Regions from separate parts of the Mus musculus genome. Here all the other regions are linked to region 1. Evidence: chromatin contacts called from public HiChIP or PLAC-seq data. All regions are on one chromosome and are shown on one strand. Each heading gives the region's core, a stretch centred on a gene start, on an enhancer-like site or on the middle of the called end of the contact. The rest is flanking DNA. Distances are from core to core; before and after follow the strand shown. Region 1 holds the start of Cbr1 (carbonyl reductase 1). Region 2 overlaps Gm41496 (a long non-coding RNA gene). Region 3 holds the start of Clic6 (chloride intracellular channel 6).

What was found. HiChIP or PLAC-seq counts read pairs in DNA pulled down with a chosen protein or histone mark.
Region 2: an H3K4me3 HiChIP or PLAC-seq map of forebrain shows a contact between it and region 1, with 5 times the contacts expected there. The contact joins the enhancer-like site here to the promoter of Cbr1 in region 1. A contact is called at or near these places in 1 of 39 promoter capture datasets (embryonic stem cells), 3 of 115 datasets of contacts at active chromatin or transcription factors (astrocytes, forebrain and pancreatic cancer cells) and 2 of 9 other capture datasets (adipose tissue and liver).
Region 3: a contact with region 1 is called in an H3K27ac HiChIP or PLAC-seq map of embryonic stem cells, with 8 times the contacts expected there. The contact joins the promoter of Clic6 here to the promoter of Cbr1 in region 1. A contact is called at or near these places in 8 of 39 promoter capture datasets (the 3T3-L1 cell line, the C10 cell line, the SN4741 cell line and 5 more), 1 of 484 Hi-C or Micro-C datasets (bone marrow-derived macrophages), 17 of 115 datasets of contacts at active chromatin or transcription factors (acute myeloid leukemia, astrocytes, craniofacial prominence and 10 more) and 3 of 9 other capture datasets (adipose tissue, embryonic stem cells and macrophages).

Annotation. Positions count from the first base shown.
Region 1 is chr16:93,606,517-93,609,241 of GRCm38.p6, reverse strand. It overlaps Cbr1 (carbonyl reductase 1), which reads right to left and starts at 1,405. Exons shown (of 3, transcript NM_007620.2): 1 at 988-1,405; 2 at 346-453. The coding sequence starts at 1,276.
Region 2 is chr16:92,157,188-92,159,912 of GRCm38.p6, reverse strand. All of the region lies in intron 1 of Gm41496 (a long non-coding RNA gene), which reads right to left. Among named protein-coding and RNA genes, the nearest start is that of Gm41495, 5.5 kb to the right of the region's middle. Within about 2 kb of position 1,307, at least 129 of the 459 cell types and tissues checked have an H3K27ac peak or open chromatin away from gene starts, as enhancers often do. A contact at or near this core is called in adipose tissue, forebrain, liver and 1 more, where this site is marked.
Region 3 is chr16:92,496,774-92,499,498 of GRCm38.p6, reverse strand. Clic6 (chloride intracellular channel 6) reads right to left here and starts at 1,352. Exons shown (of 6, transcript NM_172469.3): 1 at 1-1,352. The coding sequence starts at 1,045. It overlaps 2410124H12Rik (RIKEN cDNA 2410124H12 gene), which reads right to left. Exons shown (of 3, transcript NR_165041.1): 3 at 2,129-2,449.

The sequences.
Region 1 (2,725 bases), core at 156-2,655:
TAGGGTTCATCTTGACAGCTGAGAGCTGCTGTGGAGCTGGGCTGAGGGATGTAGTTGGGTACAATCTTAGCACTTGTGGGGACAGGCCATTGTGGCCAGTGGGATGTCAGTATGTATGCAAAATATTTCAGACATAATTGGAGTCCTAAAGCCCCTAATGGGTGAGGAGGTGGAAGAAGTGGATGCTGGAATCTTATCTGAAGATTAAGAAGAGCTGCGTATGCAAAGAGAAAGTCAATGGCCACAAAAGAATTGAGATCAAAGGTCTGAGCAGTGCCTCACAGTGGCAGAGAGGCTGTGCAGTAGGGAGAGGAGCTGAGCCCGGAAGTCACCTGGCAGACTCACCTTGGGGTTTTATTAGAGGGAGCAGCTCCTTGCAGACATCTCGGGTACCAAAAAAGTTCGTTTTCATTGTCACCTCTGCTTGAATGTGGAAGGGGGTGTCGTCATTGACTTTCGGGGGGGGGGGGGGGAGAAGAGAACCGAGTTAGCGGAGTGGAAATGTAAAGACCTAAGTAAGCTAGAGCTTTAGAGATCCACTTGCAAGTACAGTCTTGTTTACATACAGCTCTGCATCACTGTCCATCTGACAATTTTCTATTGTGCTTGAAAGACACCACCACCACTGGGGGTGGCTAGGTGAAGTTTGTATATATCAGGATCTTAAGGAAACACCGTTTCCCTCTGTCTCTTTCTCTCTCCTCAATCTCTTGCTTATTTCAGTATCAGATATAGTTCCACTTAAGTATCGCCAAGTCCAATTCAATTACTCAACAACTGGGTGAGGGAAACCTAGAAATGATGGCGAACATTGAGGCTCTGCTTTCCTGCAGCCCCTACTACCCTGTCCTGTTTCTCCCAGGGGATCTGTTTCAGAGTCCTACAGCATAGTGCTCCTGGTCCTAGTAATGATCCCAGAGAGGCACAGCCCACCTTGCCACCAGGCTCTGGGGAAGCCACCTTCCATCTCCACACCCAATGGCTTACCCTTGAAGGCGATGCCTGCGTTGTTGACCAGCACGTCCAGGCCTCCGTATTCCTTGAGCAGAAAGTCGCGCAGTGCGCGAATGCTCTGCGGGTTGTCGATGTCCAGCTGGTGGAAGCGTGGGCTCAGGCCCTCCGCCTGCAGCTTTTGCACTGCCGTTTGGCCCCGCTCCTCGTCCCGCGCCGCGAGCACCACGTCCCCGGAGAATTTCCGACACAGGTCACGAGTGATCGCGAATCCGATTCCTTTGTTAGCACCGGTCACCAGCGCCACGGGTCTGCTGGAAGACATGGCTGCGTGAGAAGGGAGGCCGTCGGAGACCAAGGAACTTGGCGCAAACTCTGCCTCTCGAGGCTGCTGGAGAGTGGTTCAAGACCGGTTCACTGGCGGACTGAAATTGGCGTCGACAATGTCGCACCTAGCACGCATGCGCAGTTTAAGCCCCCTCCCTACGGGGGGCGTGGCTGGTGGGGGGTGTGTTTGTTGTTTAGTGTGGATTTTAAAGTTGCCTCTTGTCAAATTGCTGTGTATTTAGGAAATGGCTCACCTTACCTGAACTCCGTTTTTTTTTTTTTGTTTTTTGTTTTTTTTTTAAATAAAAGTTTACCATGCAACGAAAGGTGTCAGGTTGTCTGTTATCTCAGATTATGCATTATGCAGTTGGGGGTTACATACCAGCCAGGAAAAAAACCGGCCAGGTCAAATGACTGACATCTCAGGCTTTTTCCTGAAGGCGTGTTGAAGCCAGCTGCCAGGCAAGACTGCAGGAGAAGGCGAGAGAGAGAGAGAGAGAGAGAGAGAGAGAGAGAGAGGGAGGGAGGGAGGGAGGGAGGGAGGGAGGGAGGGAGGGAGGGAGGGAGGGAGGGAGGGAGGGAGGGAGAGAGAGAGAGAGAGAGAGAGAGAGAGAGAGAGAGAGAGAGAGAGAGAGAGAGAGAGAGAGAGAGAAACACAGCTTTGCACCTGGAAATCATGCATTCAGCTTGCCCACGGGTCTAGGTCTTCCTCATTACTTGTATGAATTTTTCACTGTTTTCCCCAACTTGCAAATTGGACCTCTGTACGTTTTCTTTCTGGTGTTTAAAAAAAATAACATAAAGCTGCCACTTAAGTTGTAGGAACTTGAATTGTAGGACAAACTGGGAGATTATGATGAGGAATCGCAATTTGTGTTGAATTCACCTCTTAGGACACCAAAGCAAAGCTATTGGGGTAATCTTTGGGCAGGAAACATTCCTTACTAGCCTGTGGTATCCCTTTAGATACTTCTAATTGCTTTGTCTTACCTGGATGTTTGTATTGAGTGTACAGATGTGTACAGGGCCTTCAGGGGATGCTGCTCTTCTGTGCACCACAATGCACCCTTTTAGTCCCTTTTTAAGATGACATGATGCCATATGCTCGCAAAATGACATTTGGTTCAGTCGTGGGAAACAGATTTCGTCACTGGTTCCTAACACCCTGGCTATAGGGATCTCCAGGTCAAGTTTCGTTTCCTCTCCATTCAGTAGGTTGCTATTAGAAACAAGTGGCCATTTAGATTAAAATAAGACATTTTAGTTATACTGACCCCACAGGAAGACCTCTCTGTGTGTATGAAGGTCATTGTATTAGGAATACAGTAAAATAAAGGAGACAGGTATAAGATTTCCATTTCAAAATATTCTACTGCCTCATATACATTGCTTGTAAATTGCCGTTCAAAGTAAGCTCCTAGTCAATTGCTTAAGAAACCTGAATAAT
Region 2 (2,725 bases), core at 58-2,557, 1.4 Mb after region 1:
CTGGAGAATTATGGCAGCTTTTACCGGAACAGACGGGAAGATGGTTGCATTTGTATTTCTACAGTCATGGCTGCCTTGGGGGGTGGGGGGAGGGGCGGGCGGGCGGAGACTGGGGTTCTAGTTCCTATGTTTCCATGCAGAGGAGCAGAGAAAGATGCACAGGGGGTTCCAAGGGCTGAGGCCTCTCATGCCTTCGACAACAGCGCCCCAAGCCTGCTGAAGCACCTGCCTCTGCCCTAGTTCCCAGCTGCTATTCTGAGCCTTGGTCCCTACCTCGGGGCTTTGGGGTTCTTTGTGGGTTTCTATCTCTTCCTCCTCTGTCTATTGGCTCTTCCTGAGATACTTTGCTCCAAGAAGCAACACACCTGTCCTTTTTTCCTCCTTGTTTCTCTCTCCTACCTCCTACATGGACAGCTGTCACTGTCCTCTGTCCCTGCAACCTGTTCCAGGAAGAAACCACTTCTCTTCCAGGAAGAAATCACTGCTTTCCCCTATTGGCAGCAGCTCCTGGAACAAGGGTTCCTGGTTTCCGGGTTATCTCCTGGATCAAAGGGCATAAACAGGTCCGGGGCCCTGGTTGACATAAATTTCACGAGGAGGAGTTAACTTGGTCACACAGCCCTGGGGTTCTGGCACCTCCCTGTCCTCCCATGGCAAGTTCTCAGTCTTCTCCGCCCCCACCTAACACCCCCTCCTCGCTCTGAAAAACCAGTATGACCCTTCTCAGTGGCTCTGGAATTTTCTGTGCCTGTCTGAATCACAAGACTGTCTCACTAGGTCAGTCGCTTGTTTGGGACTCTTCATTGCTGTCCCACATCTTTGCTAACTTGACCCTTCTCTCTAGAACCCCACCGTTGTCCCAGGGTGGGCGGATCAAAGAAGACGCCCTGTTCTTTATCCCCACTACATACAGTGTCCCACCCAGGAATTTGGGTCGAGTACTGGAGGCGACAATCACGGGCAGGATTTATAGTGTAAGTGGGCAAGGTGAGAACGGGCGTTTGTAATATACACAAGGAGAAAGTCCACACCGTCCCCACCCACTCCGCAGTGACACACACCACCGCTGTCTCAAGGATTTTTGCTCACAAAGCTGCTGTCCTAGAAGTGGAAGAGCAGCGCGGTTTGGGTCCTAAATCAATAAGCAGGCCAGGCTGGGCGGGCGGCAGCCCCAATGCTCTTCAGGGGCTGCAGCAGAGAGCATGGAATTTTCCACCGGTGGGCAGACCCGCACAGCCGCGTCCCATTGGTGGAGCGCGGTGGCGTCGCCCGTGAGGGTGCGGAGGTGAGCTCAGCCACAGTGGGCTCTGCAGAGGGCGGGGCCGGGAGGGAGGCGGGAGAGGGGCAGCTGATCCCCAGCCATGGGGCTCTGCAGCTAGACTTGGGGGGCAGGGGCGGAAGATGCTCCCCTTTGTTCAAGCCCCACCCCTCCTCCCTCCGGTCTGACCCCAGACCCCTGCCCCTTTTTTCTGGTCCTTGTTTAACCCGTTAAGCTCCGTGCCATCAATAGATCCTGGATCAGATCAGTACCACGGCCCCAGGTGGGAACCCACCCCACAGGTCCACTGCGCAGCAAAGAGGTGAAAGATGATGGAAGCAGCAAGTGGTCTTTTTGCTTCTCTTAAACGAGAGAAAAACCCCCACAAGGACTGTAAAATACGTGCAAGACAGGAGAGGCAGTGTCCAATCAGCTCGCGGGCGCGCGCACACACAGGGCTACTTAGAGGAATTTGTGTGGGAGCCAGGCCTGCTACAGCTTTTAAAGCAGCCCCGTTTTGATTCTCATGGTTTCCCGTGTGTTGTGAAATCCACCTTAGTGGCCTTCCTTTGGCGAGCTGGAAATGTTTGTTGAGTGAATGAATGGACTCTGTGACAGCTAGGTAAGCCCTGGCTCATGGGGTTTTATTCATTTGTCATGTGACCTTGGACACCTCACGATTTCTTTGAGCAACTGAGGTTGCAGAAAGTTAAATGGAGAACTATTCTCTGACCCAACAATCCCATTTGTAGGCTCTAGGACACGGCAGAACAACCTACAGCAGACCGACAGAGTTCACTCCCAAGTGCCCTCGCAGGGAGGATGGGTAAACAGAAGTGGGCTCCCGTACACTGGGATAGTACTCCGCTGTGGAAAGGGAGGGCATACTGACATGTGTCAAGCTAACCCTGAAAAGCATGCCAGGTGCAATAGGCAGAGGTAGACAGAGGCCATAGAGAGCCGTGTGCCTGCTGAATGAGTCTGCTAAGACCCGCACAGCCCGGGTTCCTGAAGCCAGGGTGAGGGACCTGGGCAACCACCTGATGCCTACAGCACATGGGAATCCCCAGCATTACGGAGTACTGCCACTGGAGTCTGTAAAATGCTTAATTTTATGTCGTATGGATTTCCTCTTAATAAAACAATTTTATGTTTTGTTTTGTTTTGTTTTGTTTAATTTGTGTGTGTGAGTGTGTGTGTGTGTGTCTGCGCGCGCGCGTGGAGGCTGGGGGTTGACACTGGAAATCATCCTCATTTGTTTTATGACTCTTTCCCTTTATGCTTGGAGGCAGGGTCTCTCAACCAAACCAGAGCTCCCCACATGCTAATCTTGCTAGCCAGCTTACTCTGGGGATCTTCTGCCTCCACCTGCCTGGGCTGGAATTCCAGGTAGATCACCATGCCACCCGGAATCAGTGAGGGTTTCTAGGGATCTGAACTATGGTCCTCAAACTTCCAATGGCTTTA
Region 3 (2,725 bases), core at 103-2,602, 1.1 Mb after region 1:
CATTCTCCCTGCGGCCGTTCACTCGCCCCAACTCTTCTCCACCCTGGACGCTGGGCTCCTCAGCTAAGTGGTTGCTGAGCTCTGCCTGGGATTCCTCCTCGTGTTCGGTGGATTTGGCCTCCTCTCCATCAAGGCTGCCGTCGGGGGGCTTCTCTTGGATGGCCCCCTCGCAGGGTCCCTTCAACTCGGGTTCTGGCCTCGCTTCTTCCTCCCCGGTCTCCTCCTGGAGCTTGCCCTGGTCCCCATTCTCATGAGCATCTACTCTCGCATCCTCGGAAGCTGCTTCCTCGGACCCGTCTTTCCCCAGGGTCTCCCCTTCCCCCGCGGCGTCTGCGGCCGAAGCGCCCGCCAGCTCCCCGGACTCGTTCCCTCCGATCTCTGTGGTTACAATCTCAATCGCCTCATCCTGGGGCTGAGGGCTGCTTTCCCCTCCACCCTGGGGCTCACTCTCCGACCCAAGTGGCCCTCCTGCGGGTGCCTCTGTGTCCATGTTGTCCCCTGCAAGTCCCTGGACTTCTGGGTTGATCTGCAACCCTAGCGCGCCGCCTCCCTGCGCTTCCTGACCAGATTCTGCCTCTTCCCCTGCCTCTGAGGCCGTGGGGTCCTCGGGCTCCCGGCGAGAGTCCCCAGGGACCTCGGGGGCCTCACCCTGAGAGTCTAACCCAGAGCTCATCCCCTGCACCTGCTGGGCGCTTGGCGCCTCCTCCGCTCCCTGCGGGATCGCGCCCTCGGGGTCGCGCTCCGCAGCCTCCGCTTCACCTGGAGCTCCGCTGGCGCCCGGCGTCTCGGCCTCAGGGCCGGTGCGCGGGTCCTGCGCCTGCGCTCCCCCAGTTCCCTCGTCCTGCCCACAGCCTCCTTCCTCCTTCCCCGAGGCCCTGGCCTCTACGCCCGCCCCCAGGTCCCTAGGTGCCTCTGCAGCTTCCTCGCTCGCTTCCCGCCCCTCCAGGTCCGCAGCTCCTGGCTCTCCTGGTCCCTCGATTGTCGCACCTTCGGGTTGCCCCTGGGAACCTGGAGCGACCTCCTTGGGCTCCGTGGCCTCAGCCATGGTAAAACACCCTTCCTCGACGCTGCTCAGGGTGAGGGGCAGGGGCTGACGTGCCCCCTCCGGGAGGACACCCCACTCGCGGTTCTAGAAGCGAAGGTTTCGCTTGATGCAAAATCTAGAGGGCCCCAAGACTCTATGTCCCTTTTCCCTGTCTTAAGGTCTTTGGGTTCTTCCTCAAGAGTTCCTGTTTCTCCTAAATTCGCGCCCGGACCCCAATCCTTCTGTGCAGGCCAGGGTGTGGGGCTAAAGAACTCAGCTTGCCTCTTGAAGTCTTTGGAAGAGATGGGCTGGTTCCCTGCGGTCTCAAGGGTTGACCAGAAATTCTCAGAGCCAGTTCTCCCCTCTTAGGGCTTGGGCGGGGTTTGTCTTCCCCACCTCCTAGCCACTTTGGGTGGCCTGGGAAGCTAGCCAATGACAGCCTTTCTGCGGCTTTTGTGGATTTTAATGAAAAGACTGATTTTACTGGCCACTTTAGCGTTTTCTGGAACAGCTTCAAGTTTCAGAGCCATTTAAATCACGGTCACATACTTCAGTATTGGATTCCCACCTTACCTCACTTCACCATGAAGGCGACTCTGATGCTGAGTGGAATAGACCCATCCCATCCCTGCCTCAGGTTCCACAGAAAAGGTATTAACCCCAAAGGGAGGAATGGCTGCCCTCCCATTTCTGTGAGTTCCAGGAACCTAAAGATGGAAGGGACAATAGCCTGGCGTGCTTGTTGAGGTGGTGGGGGGAGGGGAGGAGAACCAGACGGATACCTCTCCTTCTCCAGCCCCTGAAGACCCTAAGAATCTGTGCATCCCTCGGACTCAGATTTCCTTACTCATGTCCAGTGCTTGGGTCTCAATATCGTGGTTAGGGCGTTGGGGGTTGAAGGTGGGGGAAGAAAATTCGGGATGGGAAAAAAGGAAGTTATAGAATTAACTGGGCCAGGAGTCCCCCACTATCACCCGTCAAAAACTTCTTTCAGAGAAGTTTTCAAAACTATTCCACTGAATTGATAGAGAGAGGACCTCCCACCCCAAACTGTGAGGCCAGCATTTCCCCCTTATCAAAGGACACACCAACTCTAGACCAATATTGCTGATGAGTATAGATGCAAACATTATTAACAAAACACCAAGGGTTTGAATACAACAGCATATCAAAAAGATCATCCACGGCTATCAAGTTGGAGGTTGGAGGTTGCAGTGGTGGCTCAACACATGCAAATCTATAGGCGCAATGCGTCAAAACAACAGAATGTATGACTTTAAAAATCACATGCAGGCTGGAGAAATGGTTCTGGAATTAAGAGTGTGTACTGCACCCACATCAGGTAGCTCACAACTTCCTCCAGTTCTGAGGATCCAACGCCCTCTTCTGGCTTCAAATGGCACCTGCACTCACATGCACAAACCCCTGCAAGAATAACATATATACAGATGATTAAAAAATAAATAAATCTTTTTTTTGAAACAAAATGTGTTCATCTCAGTAGGTACAGACAAGGCACTTGATAACATTCAACATCCTTTCACAATAAAAGATTTGAATTTTTTTCATAGACAGATAATATCTCAACATAATTTAAATTGGTTGGGTGTTTTGTTTTGTTTTGTTTTGTTTTTGTTTTGTTTGAGGCGAAGTCTCATGTAGCCCAGGCTGGCCCAGAGCATACAATATAACACAGGATGA